2 separate regions of the Rattus norvegicus genome follow, and region 1 is linked to region 2. A link is a contact called in public Hi-C data. All regions are on one chromosome and are shown on one strand. The core of a region is the stretch at or near the end of the contact, and the rest is flanking DNA. Distances in the headings are between cores, read along the strand shown. Region 1 has its middle 58 kb from the start of Spmip3. Region 2 holds the start of Akt3 (AKT serine/threonine kinase 3).

Evidence for each region. Hi-C and Micro-C count contacts between places; a contact is called where the count stands out from the background.
Region 1: a contact with region 2 is called in a Hi-C map of Schwann cells, with 4 times the contacts expected there. The contact joins the enhancer-like site here to the promoter of Akt3 in region 2. A contact is called at or near these places in 4 of 12 Hi-C or Micro-C datasets (the A7r5 cell line, Schwann cells, frontal cortex and 1 more) and 1 of 1 datasets of contacts at active chromatin or transcription factors (oligodendrocytes).

What each region holds. Positions count from the first base shown.
Region 1 is chr13:92,214,158-92,219,546 of GRCr8, forward strand. No RefSeq gene overlaps it. Among named protein-coding and RNA genes, the nearest start is that of Spmip3, 58 kb to the right of the region's middle. Within about 2 kb of position 2,829, at least 31 of the 93 cell types and tissues checked have an H3K27ac peak or open chromatin away from gene starts, as enhancers often do. A contact at or near this core is called in Schwann cells, where this site is marked.
Region 2 is chr13:91,746,243-91,751,428 of GRCr8, forward strand. It overlaps Akt3 (AKT serine/threonine kinase 3), which reads right to left and starts at 1,707. Exons shown (of 13, transcript NM_031575.2): 1 at 1,616-1,707. The coding sequence starts at 1,661.

The DNA.
Region 1 (5,389 bases), core at 1,579-4,078, 470 kb after region 2:
GCCTTGGTCCTCTAAGTGAAAATATGTCAAGAAGGGGACTTGGGGAGATTTTAAGGTTAGAGCAGGCTATGAAATGGGGCACCCCCTCGAATGGAGTTAATATCCTTTTATAAGAAACACAAATGCCGCATGTGGCAGCCCATGCCCGTGATTCCAGCAGGAATGTGAGAAGCTGAGGCAGGAGAGCTGTGAATTTCAAGCTAGACTGAGTTACACAGTAAGTTCCAAGGCTAGCCTGAATGACAAAGTAAGTTTCAGGCTAGCCTGAGCTATGCAAGGAGATGCTGTCTTCAAAAACAAATGAGGAGGAGGAGGGGGAAGATCTCACGGGGGGGGGGGCACACACTATTTGGGTACTTAATTATTAACCTTTAAAAACCCAGGCAGGGTCTTCACCAGGCCCTGGATCTGCCCGTGCCTTGACCTTGGACTTCCCACCCTCTGGAACTGTTGAAAATGCCTGGTGTTTAAGGCACCCAGTACTCCCTTACAATAGCCCAAGCTGAGACACCATCCCAGAAGCTCGGGTTGAACAATACATAAAGACAGAGCTTAGATCATAATGTGCTGAAGGAAAGAAATTCAAAAGTGGGGTTGGTTTGTTATTGTAGCAGATTTTGACCCGGGGGCCAAACTGATTCTCAAGAAGCCAAGCTCATTTACCTCGCATATTGTATGGCTATTTTTCCTGCTGTTTGTCTGTTGTTTTGTTGACTCCGGGTTTCATGTAGCTCAGACCGGCCTTGAACTCACTGTGTAGCCCTGGCTGATCGTGGGGTCATGATCCTCCAGGACCTCACCCTCTCAAGTGCTGAGATTATAGACAGAAGACTCCGTGTGCATTTTGGCTGGTTTCATGCAGGGAACTCAAATCTGAGTAGTTACGATAAAGGCATTTTCATCTTAAATCGCTATCTAAGGTATCGCCTTCTAAACCGCAAACAGTGGCGACCTGGCTCTTTCTAGAGAGAGTTCCCCAGGCTATGAAACCTCCTCCATCCCAAATGCCTGCATTAAGGTTAAATGCTGAAAATTATCTTTTCAGCTTGAGAGTCAGCTGAGGTTGACACGGCATGGCAGTTGTGGCTGAGATGAGAAAGAATCTGGAGGTTGGAAACAGAGACAGCTCTGGGTAGCCTCTGGCCTGACTATGGAAAGGAAACTGGAGGCTAGCATAAGGGGCTTTTTAAGTAAGTGAATCAGACTTGGGGTGCAGCTCCGTGGTAGAGCATCTGCCTATTTGAGTTCCAGCCCCAGCCCAGCAGTAAGTCGATTAACTTAGGATGTTAAAATAAAGCTACAGGTATTTTTAAATTCAAGATGGCACAAGTGGGATAGGAAACAGCAGTGATGGGCTGTGCTCCTGTCCCTAATCTGCCACCAATTAGGTGTATAATTGGGGCAATCACTTCATTTCCTCGAGCTGTTACTTTATTTACAAAATAAGAGGCTCATCCATTTACTGAAACTCTCAGGCTCCTGTGGGGAGCTTGCCACTTCAGACGGGGGGGGGGTGGAGGGGGGCCTTTTTGGGCTCTGGAATAAGAGCCTCTCTAAGCTCAGGAGCTCAAGGTGAAATAAAATGTCCAGTGAGGTCCTGGGTAGTTCTGCCGAGTTGTGGGGGGGGGGGGGGAGCTGGGAGTTCACAGTCAAGGGACTGTTGGCTCTACCGCATCTTAATGCTATTCGCCATGGTCGTAATTTATCACCGCCTCGCCTTCCAAATAGATAGATTAGTGTAAGCCGGTCCCTCCAGCGAGCTTCTCCCATCTGCAGAGGGAGGAGGCCGCAGGACAGCTGCGAATGGGACTGGCGGCTTGAATTATGTAACAGTAGCAGAGAAAAGCAAAGAGTCTTTCTGAATTGATGCTTCTTGAGACTAGCATTACCACGAGTTTCTCTACCCCTGAACTCTCACCACACACAGCAAGGATGGCTTTGTCCCCAAGGTGGTTAATCCACGTAGCAAAGGGATCCTGTCAGCATTGCCAGAGATCTTGGGGTAATCAAGAGGCGAATGCAGATAAATCCTGCAGAACCGGGACCACTTTCTCTCTCCAAAGCCCTAAAGTGAGGGCCAGCTTTCCAAAAGCTCACGCTCCTAAGCTTGCTTAGCCCCTCTTGTGGCCGAGTCCTCCATGCTGGACCGCAGAGCCCTGCTCCCCCCCCCTCCCCTTAGTACACTTTCAGAGAAGTGACCCCAGTTGGCAGCCCAAGCTGCATGGACTGCGGTCAAATAACACCCAGATGAAAACTGCAGCTGATGGCCGGCCTTTCCGGTCAGTGGCTGCTGTGCACAGCTCTCTCCTGGCCTCCTGAAGTTCAAATGCCAGCCTGATTTTGCCCTGGAAGCGGCCCAGCCCAAACATGGAACAAAAGTTCCCTCTGACAAGCCTGTTTGGGTTCCAAAGTATGTTTTTATGCCTGTTGGCAAATAGAACCGTCACCAGCAACAATAACAACACTGTCTCCCCTCACTGAAGCGACTTCATTTCTTCACATTTGTTCCAGAGCCGGGGCTGGACAGATGAATAATGTTCGCTAAGGGGCTGGCCCAAGTCCTGACCTCCTGCCTCCGAGAGCAAACAGAAATGACACACAGGCTTATCTGAACTCCCAATTGCTTGATTCAAACCAAAAGGAGAGGAACATAATGCACGCTTCTATTTAAGCTACGTAGTCACCTAAGGGCTTTCGTTCTGTTTTCTCTTTATCCCTTAGTTTTACTTTTTATTGTTTATTCATTTGTCTTCTTCAGCAAAAGAGGACCTTCACCTCTCTACTGGTGCTCCAATGAAGCCAGTTTCTCAAAGACCGAGATTAACCTGACATCTTGTGGCCACACTGGGGATATACAAGTCTAGACAAACCAGAGCCTCACAAGATAGGGGGGTGGGGGTTACAGAAAATGTTTGAAAGGGTCTTCAAAAACATTTTCCACAGTGTTTTATTTAAGACATCTCGGGAAGTCATAAACTACTTTTTTGGGAAAACCACACACGGGACCATATTTAAGTACCAAATAATTATTTGTCTCTCTCACCTGAACAGAAAGCGTCATTTTAATGACTGGCTTCTCATCTATAAAATGGACTTGATGGTAAATATTACTACACTTTTCTGAGGCTTATATAAGATAAAGCCAATAAAACGACTATTGGCAATTGAGGGTAGCTTAGCGCTAGAGCCCATGCTTGGCATGCAGAAGGCCCTGGGTTCAGTTTCGATACCAAAGACAAAACAGTACGCATGAGGACACTAAGGATTCCTAGAGAAGTAGATTCTATACGCACACTTGGTTAAACCTCAAAAACTCTAAACCTGTTTTGATGCCTAACCCCGATATAGCATAAACCCTGGCCTCAGAATAGATAAAAAGAACGAATCCACACAGTCATATGCCTTCCTAAATATACCTACTGCCAAACTCTCTCCCTTGTGTTTCTCATGATGTAAGTACAGCCATTTTCTTTGGTCTGTCTGCTTAGGGCCAGCAAGTGAACCGTGAGGAATGAAGAGGCGTCTCGAGGAGTTAAATCAGTTAAATCACAGGACTACATGGCGCCTGATCCGAGTGGGGCTTGAGAATCTAACTGTGTCTCCTGTTCACGGTGCTAGGAGGAGGGTCTTGGTGTGACTGGGATGTCGGAGATCAAACCTTTGTCTTGTAAATGCTAAACATGTTCCAAGTGCTGAACATGAACCCTACCACTATGCCACCCCTCTGCTTGTACCTCATCTTCTGGAAAAAGCAGGGAGTCCAACACAGCAGCTCCAGAAGCTCCTGGGTGTCTGTGTCCCACAAGGGTGATGCAGGGTGACTCATGGAATACAAGATGGGTCTGGCTATTGCTGCTGTGCGGCTTGTGGTGTGGAGGAAGCCAAGAGCTCCTGTTGTCAAAGCTGGAAATGCGCATTTCTGCTAAATTTCAGTTCTGCTAGGGTCAGTGGGCCAGCTAGCTACTGTTCCGCCTACGGACAGCGTTCAAGCTCTCCCGGGAGCACAGAGCAGCTTCCCACTCACAGATGACCTTTTCGGTGTCCTCTACTTACTGAATTCACCACTCATCTCCCTAGTGTATGAGGTGAGCTTAGGGTGCCACTGACAGCAAGATCAATAGTTTCACCCGGAGAGAGTAGCACGCCAGCCAAAAGGACCTCAGATCCTTGGGTGAATGGTAAGGACAGATGGCTCAGACTTCTAGCCATCTTCCCTCTAAGCTGGGCTTCCTGGACCTCCCTCCACACTGTCTAGAGGACTAACAGGAAGGGGGGGGGTGCCCCGCAAAGGGGAGGGTAACAGGATGTGAGGGGCAGATGTTCAAAGAACATTATAAGCTTGTCTAGAAATGTCCTTATGTAATTCAGTACAATAAAAATTAAAAATAAAAACTTGTGAAAAGGCAAAAATCCCCTGCGGATAGACAAGTGTTGGTTGTTCACAATAAAACCGAACTTCTAAAGTCTGGCAATATTAGCAGGAACACTTGCACTGCTACAGGTACTGAGACAGGGTCTCACCGAGTAGCCAGCCTTAGCTGACCTGGAATTCACTGTGTAGACCAGGCTGGCCTGGAACTGAGATCCGCCTCCGCCGCCTCCACCGCCGCCTCCGCCTCTGCCTCCACCTCCACCGCCGCCTCCGCCGCCGCCTCCGCCTCCGCCGCCGCCTCCGCCGCCGCCTCCGCCTCCGCCGCCGCCTCCGCCTCCGCCTCCGCCGCCGCCGCCGCCTCCGCCTCCCAATGCTGGGATTAAAGGCATGTGCCACTATTTAATTCTTATTCCTACATCTGACTCTTGCCCTTTAGTGCCTCCAAATGCCTGGTAGATTCATCCTTAGATCTGATCGTTTTCTAGCTGTGATCTCTTCAAAGTCTGAGAAATGACAATTTATCAGCACATTTGTTTTTGCAAAGGAACAAACAAACAAATGGTTGTATAAATGAGGTCTGGTCTTAAGGACTTAGGTGTCCTGCAGCCTCACAAGATCACAGCTCTGTATGACAAGGAAGATTGGTCTGTTTGACCACAGGGGAGATTGGACAGGCAAGGGCAGCTACAGAAGGGGTAAGAGGCACAAAGCAGCATTATCCCAGGGCTTCCAACACAACTCTACTCCCTGTGCAAGGCTTCCTATGTGGAAGGCAAAGGAAGTGAGGGTAGACGCTGTCCCGGAAGGAGACAGCCCAGAAGGCAGCCCCATAGCATTGGAGACCGGGAGACCCAGACCCATCCATTGACAGTGGCTTGAGACTCCTTGGTTCCCACCAGCCTCTGAATTGGGGGCTTGAGAGAATGTCACCTGAGCAGTCTCAGGTGACATCTAAAACTAGAAATGACCACAAGAGTGTTTATCACATAACTACACATCACACTGAAAAATTGGAAA
Region 2 (5,186 bases), core at 457-2,956:
TGGTCAGTCACTTTGGAAAATAAATTGGCAGCTTTATCAATTTAAACAGGCACTTAACATATAACCTGCAACTTATCGTAGGTTATTACCCAATACAAATGGAAACATATTATAAAAAGGCATGTACTCAATGTTCATAGAAACTTTACTCACAATATCCAGAGACAAATCAAATTTCTACCAAGTATTAAAAAGACAAAGCCAGGAGTGGTAACTCAGGCCTATCATCCCAACACTCCAGAGACTTAGAGAGGAGGGTCAGGTTGAATAACGACCTGAGCTTCATACTCAATCTAACTGCAACTTGGGTATAAAGTGAAATTCTGTTTCAAAAAGAAAATTAGTTAAAAACAAATAAATGAAGAGTTGTATTTCCGGAAGTAGTTCTACTTTTCACATAAACTATATGTATAAAGCAGAAAAGTAAGAACAGGAAAGAAACCAGATACAAAAGACTGTGGATCTTATGAGTCCATTGGATAACAGCAGATAACACATCAGGTGATTGCCAAAGCTGAAGAGAAGCACTGAACTAAAAGCGACATGAAAAGAACTTTCTAGAGTGATAGAAATGTTCTACTTCAGGACTGTAGTGTCTGTTACTAATATAAATATTAGGCACAGCCCATTACAATGTTATTTGGAATATTTATTGAATGGAAATTATACCTTGATAAAGTCTATTTAAAATTCCATAATGCATAATTCCATCTAACAACTGACAGCAGCTCACACTAATAAAGACTTTCAAAGAAATAAAAACCAGTGTTTTAAGAGGTAACTTTCAACTATCAAATAGGACCTAAAAGAATCCTTCATTCCACTGAGTTAGACCATGTAGGTAGACAGGTAGAGTGGCCCAGCAACTAGCCTAAAGTCCAGATTGCTAAACACAGATAAAATAAGGAGGTGGTCACTCACAATGTATGCTAAGTTTTATAGCACTTATTTAGTATTAAAAATAATGCCCTTATGAATGCACAAGAAATAATAATAAAAGTAAATCATGTAAACAAAACATATAAAATTAAACAAACAAAAGTCCTGTCCACATTTGGACTTTTTTTTTTTTTTTGGTTCTTTTTTTCGGAGCTGGGGACCGAACCCAGGGCCTTGCGCTTCCTAGGTAAGCGCTCTACCACTGAGTTAAATCCCCAGCCCCCACATTTGGACTTTTAATTTACCTAATTTATGGACCTGCTTAGTCTAGCAGTTTAAATGTAAGCCCTCACCTTAAGATGTTAAGCCTGTATGCTACCATAAAAATGGACACAATGCTGTATTTTTATCTAAATATTAATATATTATTATATAACCCGAGTCCTTTTCTATGTTAAATATTCTGTGAAGTCTGTTAAATCTGAGGACATTGCAGAAAAATACATTACCAACATGCATGCATGTATGCAACAATCTAATGTCATACTCAAAGCTGTAAGAAGACAGAATCAGAGGCAGTCCCTAAGTAAGAGAACTGCTAGCACGCACGCATGATGAGCCTTATTCTGGTCCTATCAGACAGCACATGCGACTTGACTTAACAGCGCCAGCGCCCACGCTGCTCTCGGCACTTTCACCAACCGCACTGCCCAGTTCCGCTGAGCACTTAACTTACCCCTCTTCTGAACCCAGCCTTCTTTAACGATGGTAACATCGCTCATGATGGCTCCCTCTGAGCCCCCAACTTGGAGAAATGGTGCTCTGCAGGGTCAGCTTTAGGAGCTGGGTTCTTTGTTGTTGCTGCGGCTGCCCTTCCCACTCTCTAGTGATGACTCAGCCTGGAAGGAAGTATTGAAGAAAAATGTCTTTTTTTTTCCATTCTTGAACTCACATAGCAATAACAAACAACTAAGTCTTTGTAAATGTCTTCAATTGGCCTGACCACACATAAAGTCTAGCTTTTCAAACATGGGGGATTATTAAATAGTTCTAGGAGTACACTGTTCTGGTCTTGTGCAGAGGCTAAACAAGAGTGAGACATTTACCCTAAGTGACTGAAATTAAATGTTCTAACAAAATCACTGTCAGATCTACAAAAAATACAGAAAGCATGTTTTGTACTGTATACTTGAGATGAAGAGGAGAAAATGAAAGTTGAGTAGCCCAAACCCCTTTAATTTCAAAAAGAGTTATGTCAAAGTACTTATAAGTAGTTTTAGTTGCTTTGCTTTATATAAAATACAATGTGGCAAGAAACTAACATTTATACAATCTGCCTTGTTCTAAAAATATTTTAGGTAGATTACATTAAGCATACAACATTAAGTCATTTATTTCCTTAGGTAGATAAAGGAAGTGGAAGACAGGGAATATGAAAGTAGAAAAGACATGCCTACACTGTTCATATGTCATTCTCTGATAATCTTCACAACTTTGTTAGGACACTATTAACTTATTTCACACAACTGAGAAACTGGGGCTTACAGGGAATGAGTAATTATAGATTTCAAGACAGTTAAGTTGCATATCCAAAATCTGAATTAAGAGTGCCTGACTCCAAAATTGGCACTCTTCACTTCAAAACTCTTTATGTGAAAAGTGAGTCAAAAATTTGGAATGAAATATTTTAGGAAAATTGCAAATTCAAAACATGATAGGCTTCAGTATTAATGTCTGTAATACAAAAAAGAAGAGAACTACTCAGAGGAAATACTGTGTTTCCTAAGATAGTAACTAGAAATGTATCCTTTAAATGTTTAGGTCTTTAAACATGATAACTTTGTAAGAAGGCTTCTTTAAAGCATCCTTACACATACAGCAATAAGCTTAATGAACTGTACTATTATTGTCCCTATCAACCTAAGAGGGGAAATGCTGCCATAAACCTTTGTGAAAGTGCTTCCACACTTGCAGAAGTATGGAGCAGATACACCAGTGTAAAGTGACACACAACATAAACTTTAAGTAACCAGACCAAAAAAAAAAAAATAGGTACATAGACTAACTATATTCTTCTATAACATTGGACTTTGATAAATAGTGCATAGCATTAAATTCAAGGTTGGATTCCCAGATAGTACTGAACTAGATTACAAGTCCTCTTCCAATACAAATTATACTCAAAGCCTACCCACTTATCAATGAGTGGCCAAAACTAGACATCCTCTACACAGTCTGACAAAGGCTAGCGGCTCCACTGAAGACACCCTATCATGGGCTATTCAAATATGTCATGCACAATACATAAAGGCAGGGACAAAACTACTCAAAATCAATCATGGGGACGTGTTGCTGCAGAATAAGGAGATACTGTAATCTGGGTCTCTTTCCCAAAATTATGATTGTTTGATAGTGTTGAACTAAAAGACATTAAAGAAAATAAGTCCTTTGTTCAAGTAAGTTAGGGAGATTTTTACAATTTCTGTCCCCATGAAACATCTTTACTAACATTAAATATTTTAAAATAAGAGACAATTGGGGTTGGGGATTTAGCTCAGTGTCGTAGAGCGCCTGGGTTCGGTCCTCAGCTCCAAAAAAAAAAAAAAAAAAAAAAAAAAAAGAGAGAGAGAGACAATTTACCAATAAGTCCCACACTGAATACTGACAGGAAGCAGCCACATTACTTAAAAATTCTATCCACTTCAATTAAAAACAATAAACAGGAAAAAATAAAATATTTTATTTTGATTGACATCATATCCTGAAAAACCCAACTGATTACCTATTATAGAGCTAGAAAACTCAAAATGTTAACTCCACATAGTATATAAGGAATTGTTAAGTTAAATACTGGAAAAGACTAGTGCAAATATCATCATCATGGCTGCATTGAGCTCTTCTTGTTGGTACTACTTTCACAAATGAGCTCCATCTCTCTAGTAAGATTGCTCTCTCTCCCTCCCTCCTCTCTCTATTCCTCCCCCACCCCCCATGGTAAAGCAAGCTCCACCCTCCTTCCATGTGAGTATATAAGCTGAAGGAAAAAGAACCTGTATCATTCTTGGGAGTAAAGGTAGAATAAATAGATATATCCAAGAGATATTTCCAATTAAATAAATTATATTGGAATGTCCTTATGAAGAACACTAAGATAATGCAAGTCTTCCTGAAATTGAACCAGATTGGTCCAAATCAATTAATCTTATTTTATAGTGGACCTGTTCCTGAAAACAAGAGAGAGAGAGAGAGAGAGAGAGAGGGGGGGGGGGAGAGAGAGAGAGAGAGAAGGGGAGAGAGAGAGAGAGAGAGAGAGAGAGAGGGAGGAGGGGAGGGGAGGGGAGGGAAGGAGAGGGGAGGGAGAAGAGAGGGAGGGAGAAGAGGAGAGAGAGAAGAGAGGGAGGGAGGAAGAGAGGAAGGGAGGGAGGGAAGGAGATCAATGCATTAAATTAAAACAACAAACTTTATCAAGGTCACTGAACCTACTATTAGGGGTAGTCTTATTCCACTGTATCTTAAACAGTTACTAAATTCTATCCATAATCACAATTTTCAGCTTTAAAAATTGTTCCTGTGTCTAATGGCTAAAACAGTACCATCTTGAAACAAAACCTTAAAATGTAATCATTAGACTAACAGTAAACGTCGTCTTGTATATGTTAAAGCAATGCTATTGGCTCCTATGCAGTACACACACCTCTAAGTGGCAACGCTCCTGCTCCAGTCATCTACATTCTCCCATTCAGTCACCAACAGTTACATAAACATCAGTTCACAAGATGAGCTAACATGCTGCCACCTGTTTCTAAAGGTAAAAGTTTCACCTTCCTTCCTTCCTTACTAACTTCTATACAAAAATGATCTCTCTAGTGAGTTAACATAAAATTTGGTTTATTTTTAAGTCTACAGCATTAAATATTTCAGTGCTACATAATCTAATTGTTATCATGCTTATTAAAAAAGTTACACACAAAATTCATAGTGGATTCAATAGTAAAGATATTTTCATTCATGATACACTATTATAGAATTTGATGATAATAACTTCATTTGAATATCATTTTATAAAGTACAAAACACTTCCCATATTTAATTCCATTGAATCACAACATAAATTATTAAAGCAATTTGACTGTGTCTGGCACTTATTCAACTAATAGAGAATTAGTGAATAAGCAGATAAATGAACAAAGATGTAAAAGCTTTAGATACTAAAGAATAAACTAAGCAAACAAGTTTAGTAAGTCAACAGCAAGAATGACATGACTCCATGTTTTAAACAAAACTAAACTTAAACATTATGGAAGTAT